3 separate regions of the Mus musculus genome follow, and regions 1 and 2 are each linked to region 3. Evidence: chromatin contacts called from public HiChIP or PLAC-seq data. All regions are on one chromosome and are shown on one strand. The core of a region is the stretch at or near the end of the contact, and the rest is flanking DNA. Distances in the headings are between cores, read along the strand shown. Region 1 overlaps Rtkn2 (rhotekin 2). Region 2 has its middle 5.7 kb from the start of Gm32748. Region 3 overlaps Arid5b (AT rich interactive domain 5B (MRF1-like)).

Region 1 (2,903 bases), core at 187-2,686, 140 kb before region 3:
CCGCAGTAATTTTCAGAATTAATCCTTTTTCAATTTTTTAATTAGATTTTCTTTTTTTTGAGTGAGGGCTGATGTCGGTTATTGATATTGCCCGTTAAAAGTCATATTCATTCAGTAATCACATTGGCGTCATTTCCATAGAAGGTAATTTCCATGGCAACTAATCACAGTGACCCAAACAGGATTATAAATTGAATAGGGGGGATAACTAGCAAGAGAATGAATATCTTAAGTGGACAAAAAGAAAAACCCACTTTTTATAATAACCCCTTTTGTAAACAAGAACAGCGGAACGGTTTTAAAATGTCATCATAATTTCCAAGCAAAACTTCCCAGAGGGTATTAAAACAGTCCTGAACAGACCAGGACCTCCCAAGCCCTAACGGGCACCACAAACCATCACACTGAAGGAAGGAGGCTCCAGGCTGCTGAGCTCTGTCCATCTGGATGGGAACTACATCTGTGTAAAGTGGCCAACAAAGGTATTGATCGGACCAACCCATTCATCGCTTTTAGGGGATAGTTTGTCTGTTTTGTCTTGTTTTTGTTTCTCATTTCTGCACAGTGCTCCTCTAACTAACAGGTAATATGTACACTATTGCTTGCCCAGGACCCCCAGTAAAAAAGGGGAACCCGAGAGCAGCGACAAAGGGCCCTCTGTGAAGGCAGAAGGCAGAAGCTGTGTGGAGACTCCTACAGCCATGGAAACTTGAAGAATAGGTGGCCGTGGTTTTGTTTTTGTTTTAATCTAACAGGGTCTCAAAAGTTTTGGTGGTAATTGCCATTTCTTTCTTTTTAATACTTACTTTATGTATTTAAGTACACCATAGCTGTCTTCAGACACACCAGAAGAGGGCATCAGATCCCATTACAGATGGTCATGAGCCACCATGTGGTTGTTGGGAACTGAACTCAGCACCTCTGGAAGAGCAAGTCCTGAGCCATCTCTCCAGCCCCAGTAAAGTTGTATTTTTTGCTTGAAAATGCCTCTGTTAGCCCTCACCGATATCTTCAACAATGCCCATGAACTTTTGATGCAACCTCTTTTTTTTTTTTTTTTTTTTTAATTAAAAGATGCTGCTGGCAAAATTGCTTCTGATTCCTGGCACCCAAGTGCCCCCGTCCCTCCCCGCTGTGCCCCTCACTTACTGTGTTCCTCTATTGCAGGCCGGGATTTAAATTCACCAGCCACTTCTGATTTCGTGTGCAAGTTGCCGCTGGAAGAATTTAGGGTGTGTGTGTGTGTGTGTGTGTGTGTGTGTGTGTGTGTGTGTATGTATGTATGTGTTCCTGGAGACACTCTGGAGGAGTTGTGTTCTCAGAGGGCAGCTTTGCACCAGGTCTGAAACCAGCCTCCTTCCCAGAGCCTCATGGTGAGTGAAGCTCTGCCCAACCCCCACCAGTTCCTGGAGGTTCCTCTCTGTATCACTCTGCTCATCAAATGCTAGGTCACGCCCACCCCGCACAACAAAAGAAGTTAGGACAGGCTTGTCCTTCTCTCTCTTACTCCCCTCCTTCTAACCCTTTCCACCTTCCTTCCCTCTTGTCTCACGTTCCTTCACAACTTAAAAATATCCGGAGATACTGACTTAAAAGCTTCCAAGGAATTTTTAAGAAGTTTTCCCTCATTTGCTGAACTAGAACGCAGAGCGGAGGGATGCGTGATAGGAAAGGTGAGGCAGCTTTGTGTGAGCAGGTCGTCCTCCAGTGTCCTTCCGAATCATTTCTTCGCTAACAGATCTTGATAACATTTAAAATTGGAGAAACTTAATAGAAAAAAATCCCAGATATTTCATATTAAGGTGCTTTCCATGACGGAGAGATAACGTCTCTGGCAGTTGCACTTACACCTCTAGGTCTGTGCTATAAATTACAAACAGCAATTTCCTTATTTTGACATCTTTCGAAGAGAAAGAACACCCTTTTAAACGTAAATACACACTTCTCAAGCTAAAATCCATCCGAAACACCAAGCACGGCCCGCGCTTGCTGATTTCACAGGTTTTTAACTGTCTGCACTGTTCCACACACAACTTTCAAGCAGATATGGCTGTGTGTAGAAAACCACACATTCCTTATCAATATTTGTCTCTGCCTTTTAGGAGAAAATCTCCCTCACTTAGCACTGTTCATTAAAAATCAATAGGAACGGTCTCTTAGAGACCACCGGTGCAAGGTAGGTAGGCAATGCTGGCAAGTCTTCCCTTTAGATACCTCGGCCACCTACTGTGAAGTTAATTAATTCAGTCCAAATTGAAATTATAGGGGCATTTGGAGTAGTTTGTGTTCAATGCCATTTAAATGCAATCGCCTGTGCAACTCAGCAGGGGCAGCCATGTTAGAGATGCTGCAGATGCCTGGAGCAAGGGGGGAAGAAAGAGGCTTCTTGCAGTGAATTGTATCTCCGAGCCAGAACTTTCCGGAACTCATTGGTTCGTTCAAGAGTGCGTTGGTGGGTAGCAGTTAAGGTGCAATTAATGACCATTTACATTCTGGCAGTTGTCTTCTCTGTCCTGTGCAGTTTCAACGGCATTTCTAGATGGGCGGGGATGGCGTTTCCCTTTAATCTCAGTACTGGGGAGGCAGAGGCAGGCAGATCTCTGGGTTTGAGGCCAGCCTGGTCTATGGAGCGAGTTCTAGGACAGCTACACCAACAAACATGTCTTGAAAAGCTAAAAAAAAAAAAAGCATTTCTATTTTTTTTAATTTTTATTGAGAGACTCTTTCTGTCTCTGTCTGGGTATATGTGCGCACACACACACACACACACACACACACACGCATGCATGCATATGTATACACACCCATGCAAACATGTGTGCCCATGGATGCCAGAAGAGGTCCTTGGACCTCGCGGAACTGAATCACAGGTGAGCCTCTCTCAGAATCCATGCAAAAGAACT
Region 2 (3,148 bases), core at 542-3,041, 170 kb after region 3:
GAACTCCTGAGTTTGGTCCCCAGCATCCTAGTGTTTGAAAACCACTGGGCATGGTGACCCCTGGGCATGGGTGGCCTCTGGGCATGGGGGCCAACACTTGTAATCCTAGCACTGGGCCAATGGATATAGGTGGATACCTGGCGCTTGCTGGCCAGCCACAGTAGCCTATTTGACCAGTGAGATAACAAAAAGTAGATTGTCTTCTGACCTCTATAGGTGTGCACACACATTTCAATGTGTGCATGCATACACACAGGAACATACACGCACATATATGGATACACACATATGTACAAATAAAATCCAGGTTCCCAGATTCTGATTCCAGAGCCTTAGATTTATGAGGTCCAGCTAAGCTATGAGAGAAAGAGAGAGGAGGGCTGGAGAGAAGATGGCTCAGTGCTTAAGAGCACTGACTGCTCTTCCAAAGGTTCAGAGTTCAATTCTGGGCAACCACTTGGTGGTTCACAGCCACCTGTAATGGGATCTGATGCTCTCTTTTGGTGTGTCGGTAGACAGCAACAGTCTACTCACAAACATAAGATAAATAAATAAATCTTTAAAAAAACCCAAAAAACAAAACAAAACAAAACAAAAAACCCTGCTATGGTTGACCTCTGGGCTAGCTCTCCTGCTGGTGTTCTCCTTGCAAGCCTCCTGGGAGCTAGCATCCATTCATAGCTTAGGAATCTGGAAGGTTTCTCTCCAGTCCTTGACAGGCTTTTGCTTTTCTATTATCTAAGCCCATTGATGAATCCAAACTATTGCTCACAGTTGCTGCTTAGGCCCCAGAGTCCGGCTCAGCACAATTATTTATTGCTTTATTGATGTGTGAGTTATTGCTCTGTTAAGTAGCGTAGGGTGTTTAATTGTGTGAAAGGGAAGTGCAAAAGCAGCCGTTGAAAGCCAGAGCACGAGAGTCTGGATACCTGATTTCTGACAATGTGTCACAAAACAGCTTGAAAACACATAGGCGCACAGAAGACGGACCTCGTTCCGAAGTTTAATGAGTTGCCGGCTCAGGCAACTGCCTCACCACTTTGTGGCCCAGGCACAAGCAATGACCTCCGTGTGTTTTCAAGGAAAGAGACGTTTCTTGGCGCTCACACATATTTTCTTTTCATCGCTAATGATGGAAATGGAGCCTGTGACAGAGACCAAAGCTAGAGGGAGGAAAAATGCCTCCCGTAGGAACAGGGGCACCTGGCATGACTTGGGCTGCTCTGTGGAATCTCCGCTCCTCCTGGTTGGCGTTCAACTTCTCCCACTCCAAAGGTCAGCCTTGTGACTCCAGTAGCTGCTTTCAAAGGCAGCGCCATCAGTGGATTGGTGGGATACCCGCTTCAGCTGTGTGTGTGTGTGTGTGTGTGTGTGTGTGTGTGTGTGTGTGTGTGTGTGCGCGCGCGCGCGCGCGCGCGCGCGCATAAATGCAGTGTCAGAGATCAAGCACCGGTGTATTGGTGTATTATTCTTCAGGAACCCCTACCCCCACATTTGTGAGATAATTCCCACTCCCCCCACCCCACTGGCCCGGAACTTGCCAAGTAGGCTAAGGTAGAAGCCACTCATCTCTGCTTCCTCAGTACTGAGAACACAAATGCCTGCAACCACATCTGCCATTTTTAATGGAGGTCTTGAAACTTGAACTCAGGTGGGTCTTCATGCTTACAAGGCTGACAATTAACCACCCCCCGCCCCCTGGGCCACGTTCCCGGTCCCTACGCATCCCTGCTTTGCAGTGCATCCCGTTCCTGCCGGAGTGCATGAATCCCCTAGTGTGTTACCAATGGGTTCAATGTGGCAGCGGCCACAGGGAAGCAGGAGCTGCGTTTGTGTTAGAGGAGCCTCTTTATTGCTGAATGCGAAGGCTGACCTGACGAGGCAAAACAAACTTCTGTGAGTTTGATTCTGCCTGCTGGAGATTTTCAATTTGTGCTCAGAGCAATCTAGGCACGCACACGCTAAAGATAAGCAACCATACCCCCGGTGAACTAAGTGGAAGCAGGCTTTAGTCAAAACACCTGGACTGAGGCCTTGTGGGAAACGTCTCCGGAGGGAGACCCAGTATCCCATCCGCCCAGTTTCCAGGGAGCTCAGCCCTTCTTCCTTTAGATAGAGCATCCCAGTACTCCCCTGACCCTTTACTCCTCTAACACAATCAGGCATCCCACTATAGATTTATTTAGGAAAGGGAAATGCTATTATTTTTCTAGTCCCCTACAAAATCGAGAACAAATGTTCTTATCACAGAGATATATATGTCTGGATGTCTACCTAAATAATTTGTATCATGGGTTTGGATATAGCACAAGACTCTCAACTTAGAGTGAGAAAAAGCTAAAATCCTGCTGTGGACATTCTTCAGTTCTATGACCCTGGAAGTGCCCCTTAATTTCTCCGGACCTAACTTCCTGATTTATAAATAGAACAGAATACTAGCCATAGCAACAGCTTGCTGTGGACTTCAGTGAGACAATGGCCAGAAAAAAAGAAAAACAAAAAACAAAAAAACAATGCAGCCCTATATCAAACCCATGATGAATGAAAAACCATCAATATTCATTTTTTCCCCCAGAAAATACATGCAACACTTCCTGCTTTTAGAGAATTAGAAAGGCAGAGATTACATTTGATATCTGGTCTACTCTTTTAACACTTACGAAGTAATGGATTTTTAAATAAAATATTTTGTTTACCAAGAATACAATTTTTACTAACATACACTTTCTAAGAAATTTTAAAAATCAAACTTGAGGAATTGAAATCATATGCCTTGTGCAATTATATATCCAACTTTAAGTCCTGTTCTATCACAACCAGGCTCGTTTTGGAGAGTTCCTCTTATTTTAAAATCTAAGTCTGTTCTCAAGCATTCCTAAGAAGTAAGTTTGCTAAAGTGCATCAAAACAAATGCAGCTTACAATACTGAAAAGAGTGTGTTTGGCCCATGTGGTAGGGGCTGTGTAAGGAGAAGTGAGTGGGGGTGGGGGTAGGGATACCAAGCTTTGAGGACATGGAAATTGGCACATCCTGGTGGGTGAGCATGGCCTAAAATCAAAACTATAGCCTTTGAAGGTCAGCTCCTCCACTTATCAGCTTAAACCTGACCTGCAGAGGGTTCTGCGATGCTTCTGAGCTCTGGCTTTGC
Region 3 (2,947 bases), core at 230-2,729:
TTTCTAGATGAAATACTAGGTCAAGGGTTAGTCAACACAGACAGCCTCTTCCTTCTGGGGTAAAGGTGAATTTATCACACCCGTGAGTCCTAACTGGTTAGTAACTCTCTGAGTCCTCCCGGCTACAAAAACCATCCGAGTTGTTTTAAGATATCCTTTTAAGTTCTCCCAAAAGAAAAAGACAAGAGCTAGTTCTCAGCATTCCTTAAGACCTGACTCTAAATCAATTCATAGCAGCAAGATAAAATATCTTTTCCTGAATCCCTAAGTGGGTTGGGATCCAGGCTACCAGTCCCTCTGACCAGGGTGGTCCCCTCTCAAGCCCCCTTCCTACCCACAGCCCAGTGGGTGGAGCCCACGTGTTAAATCATTACGTGGGATGCGTCAGATGCGCCTCTACCCACAGACTTACAGGGATTTGCTTCGCTATCAGAATGTAAACATTTTCTTTTGCCTCTTGTCTGAGAGCACAGAGCAGAAGGGTGACTTGCTACAACTGTACTCTAGGGATAAACAGACTCCAGGAAAGTTCCAGGAGGGCACAGAGGGGGTTCCTGAAGGTGGAGGCCTTCTGTGCAACAGCTGCATGCCTGAAGCCCTCTTTTCCTAATCACTTTCAATTAAAGACAAATGACTGCTTTATTGTCCTTTGGGAGATGGTGACCACCAGAGACGGTGAACTCCCAAACGTGGAGCAAAACCATTTGATCATCAGAATCCACTGTGACCAAGAAATGTGACCATGAAAGCCACTTTACTAAGAGGGGGTGGGTGGTGGGGGAAGCAAAAACAGTTTACTTGCAAATTTCCATAATCCTTAAGACAACAACTGCCTTCCCTTCATTTCCAGCAAAGCATGTGATCAGATCACGTGATCTGGGGGCGGGGAAGAGGCAGCTTCTGATTCATAATGACTTTGCATGTTTTGAATTGCTTTCCACCCAAATTCAAGGCTTCATCCAGGCAGTGGCAGTGGCACACCTTTAAGCCCAGCACTTGGGAGGCAGAGGCAGGTGGATCTCTGAGTTTGAGACCAGGTTAGTTTACAGAGTGAGTTTGCGCACAGCCTGGAAAAACCAAAAAATAAGTACGTGAATAATAAATAATTTTAAAATTTTTAAAAATTAAAATAATAATAAAAAAAAATCAAGGTTCGTTACCTCTCCTACTCTGTCTTTTCCCTTTGCTCTTAATTCTTTTGGCTGTAACATCACCATTGCAACTAACAGGAAATGGGAAAGGGCAAAGCTCAATTCAGAAGACTCTTGAAAGTATCAGAAGTATCTGAGTCTTTAAAGACTCAGAAGAGTATCTTTAAAACAGCCTGTGAGCTGTGGACAACTACACACACCGTCATTCCCTCGGGAAGCCCCCAGGAGCTCTAGGAATCGGATTCCCTTAGGATTCAGAGAGCAAGCACAATGATGTCCCATGAACGCACGCACACTGTCTAACCTGAGATTCCTGCAGAAGCAGGTTGGTTTCACATGTGTGAAGTGTGAGCAAGCCAGATTCAACAGAGGCACACACAGTGGAGCAGATGAATACAGCCTGAGACTGATCCTCACTCCAACCTTCATCTGTTATCTGTTATCTGTTAGGAAGATACTGGTCTACTGATCCCTGGTGTGTGCGTGTGCGTGCGTGCGTGTGTGTGTGTGTGTGTGTGTGTGTGTGTGTGTGTGTGTGTGTGTGTGTGTGTGTGTGTGTAACAGCAGTGACTTATTCTGAACCTGGTAAGACGGCTGGGAATGCCAGTTTTTAAGGATGGAACACGTAAGGGACCTCATGGCAATTGCTGTAGCGAATCAGATGGTTGAGCCCCGATCACATGATCTCTTTGCGATCACGTGATCTCTTTGCAGGTGCGCCTTAGCACTCTCTTTACCTCAGTGTGTAGCCCTTTCCCACACGCCATCCCCAGTGGAACGTCTGCCTAAGCATAAATGCAGCCAAGGTTTTCTCCCTATAGGCCAGAGCTCATGGTGTCTACACAAGGACCAAATACCTAATGACAGCCCATGTCATCTCTTTGTCCCACACACAGTTGACCAAAGCCACGCTTCACCCTGCCCCATACTCTTGTCCAGAAACACACAAGATACCTAAACTGACAAAAAACTTTAAAAAAGCGCGACTTCTGCTTCTTACGTCTCGGCAATTCAAAACACACATGCGCACGCAAGCATTTTACACAAAATCTTTTATGTAAAAGTGAACCACGTCAAAAGACATTTAGTCCTCCCTACTCTTAAATACTGTCTCCACAGTATTGGGGTAAATGGGGCTACCTTTGCAGTCCTCTGTTGAAAGCTAGCGCCTCATTCCTGTGTTGTTCTGGGTGCGCCTCTGTTTGAAATTAGTTGGTCCACCCTTCACACATGTGAAATCAATTGACGTGATGGTATTGTAAACACTGCTCATTACAAAGTGCTGGACCTTTTATGGTTCTAACAGCAAAGGACAGACAAAATGTTTGCCCCACCCCCACCCAGTGGTTTGCCTCTATAGCACACACAATATAAATGCCAGAGTGCCATTTAACAAAACAGAACTCATTACATAACCAGGTAAGAGACAGAAGGGGAGCTGTTGGGAAAATGTCTGTGAGGGACACAGGACAGTGGAAGCAGCAACCATGCTTATGGGAAAGATTTTTCAGAAGAAAACAAAATGCTATTTTCTTCACGCTCCCCGTTGTTGTTGTTGTTGTTAAAAATCCCATTTCCTAATTGCATGTGCGATACAATGAATTTTCATAATGCTTCAATGGGGAGTCTAACGTGTTGTTGTTTTTTTTAAATAGTCAATTATCTTGTGCTAAGAAAGCACAGGGCAGCGGTAGAGCTGTGTCACCAACAAGATGGACGAATACAGGCAGGATGTCGGGGCTGAAGCTGTTCAATCACCTACTACTAATATGATTCAATTTATGCTCAGATCATAG

What was found. HiChIP or PLAC-seq counts read pairs in DNA pulled down with a chosen protein or histone mark.
Region 1: an H3K27ac HiChIP or PLAC-seq map of embryonic stem cells shows a contact between it and region 3, with 9 read pairs. The contact joins two enhancer-like sites. A contact is called at or near these places in 1 of 484 Hi-C or Micro-C datasets (embryonic stem cells), 1 of 115 datasets of contacts at active chromatin or transcription factors (embryonic stem cells) and 2 of 9 other capture datasets (adipose tissue and pancreatic islet).
Region 2: an H3K27ac HiChIP or PLAC-seq map of embryonic stem cells shows a contact between it and region 3, with 8 read pairs. The contact joins two enhancer-like sites. A contact is called at or near these places in 7 of 484 Hi-C or Micro-C datasets (embryonic stem cells, myocytes, nephron progenitors and 1 more) and 2 of 115 datasets of contacts at active chromatin or transcription factors (embryonic stem cells and pancreatic cancer cells).

Annotation. Positions count from the first base shown.
Region 1 is chr10:68,042,780-68,045,682 of GRCm38.p6, forward strand. It overlaps Rtkn2 (rhotekin 2), which reads left to right. Exons shown (of 12, transcript NM_001359319.1): 12 at 1-1,085. Among named protein-coding and RNA genes, the nearest start is that of Rtkn2, 65 kb to the left of the region's middle. Within about 2 kb of position 1,437, at least 37 of the 459 cell types and tissues checked have an H3K27ac peak or open chromatin away from gene starts, as enhancers often do. A contact at or near this core is called in embryonic stem cells, where this site is marked.
Region 2 is chr10:68,344,355-68,347,502 of GRCm38.p6, forward strand. No RefSeq gene overlaps it. Among named protein-coding and RNA genes, the nearest start is that of Gm32748, 5.7 kb to the left of the region's middle. Within about 2 kb of position 1,792, at least 15 of the 459 cell types and tissues checked have an H3K27ac peak or open chromatin away from gene starts, as enhancers often do. A contact at or near this core is called in embryonic stem cells, where this site is marked.
Region 3 is chr10:68,179,477-68,182,423 of GRCm38.p6, forward strand. The region is part of intron 4 of Arid5b (AT rich interactive domain 5B (MRF1-like)); the gene reads right to left. All of the region lies in intron 1 of Gm51770 (a long non-coding RNA gene), which reads left to right. Among named protein-coding and RNA genes, the nearest start is that of Gm51770, 30 kb to the left of the region's middle. Within about 2 kb of position 1,480, at least 38 of the 459 cell types and tissues checked have an H3K27ac peak or open chromatin away from gene starts, as enhancers often do. A contact at or near this core is called in embryonic stem cells, where this site is marked.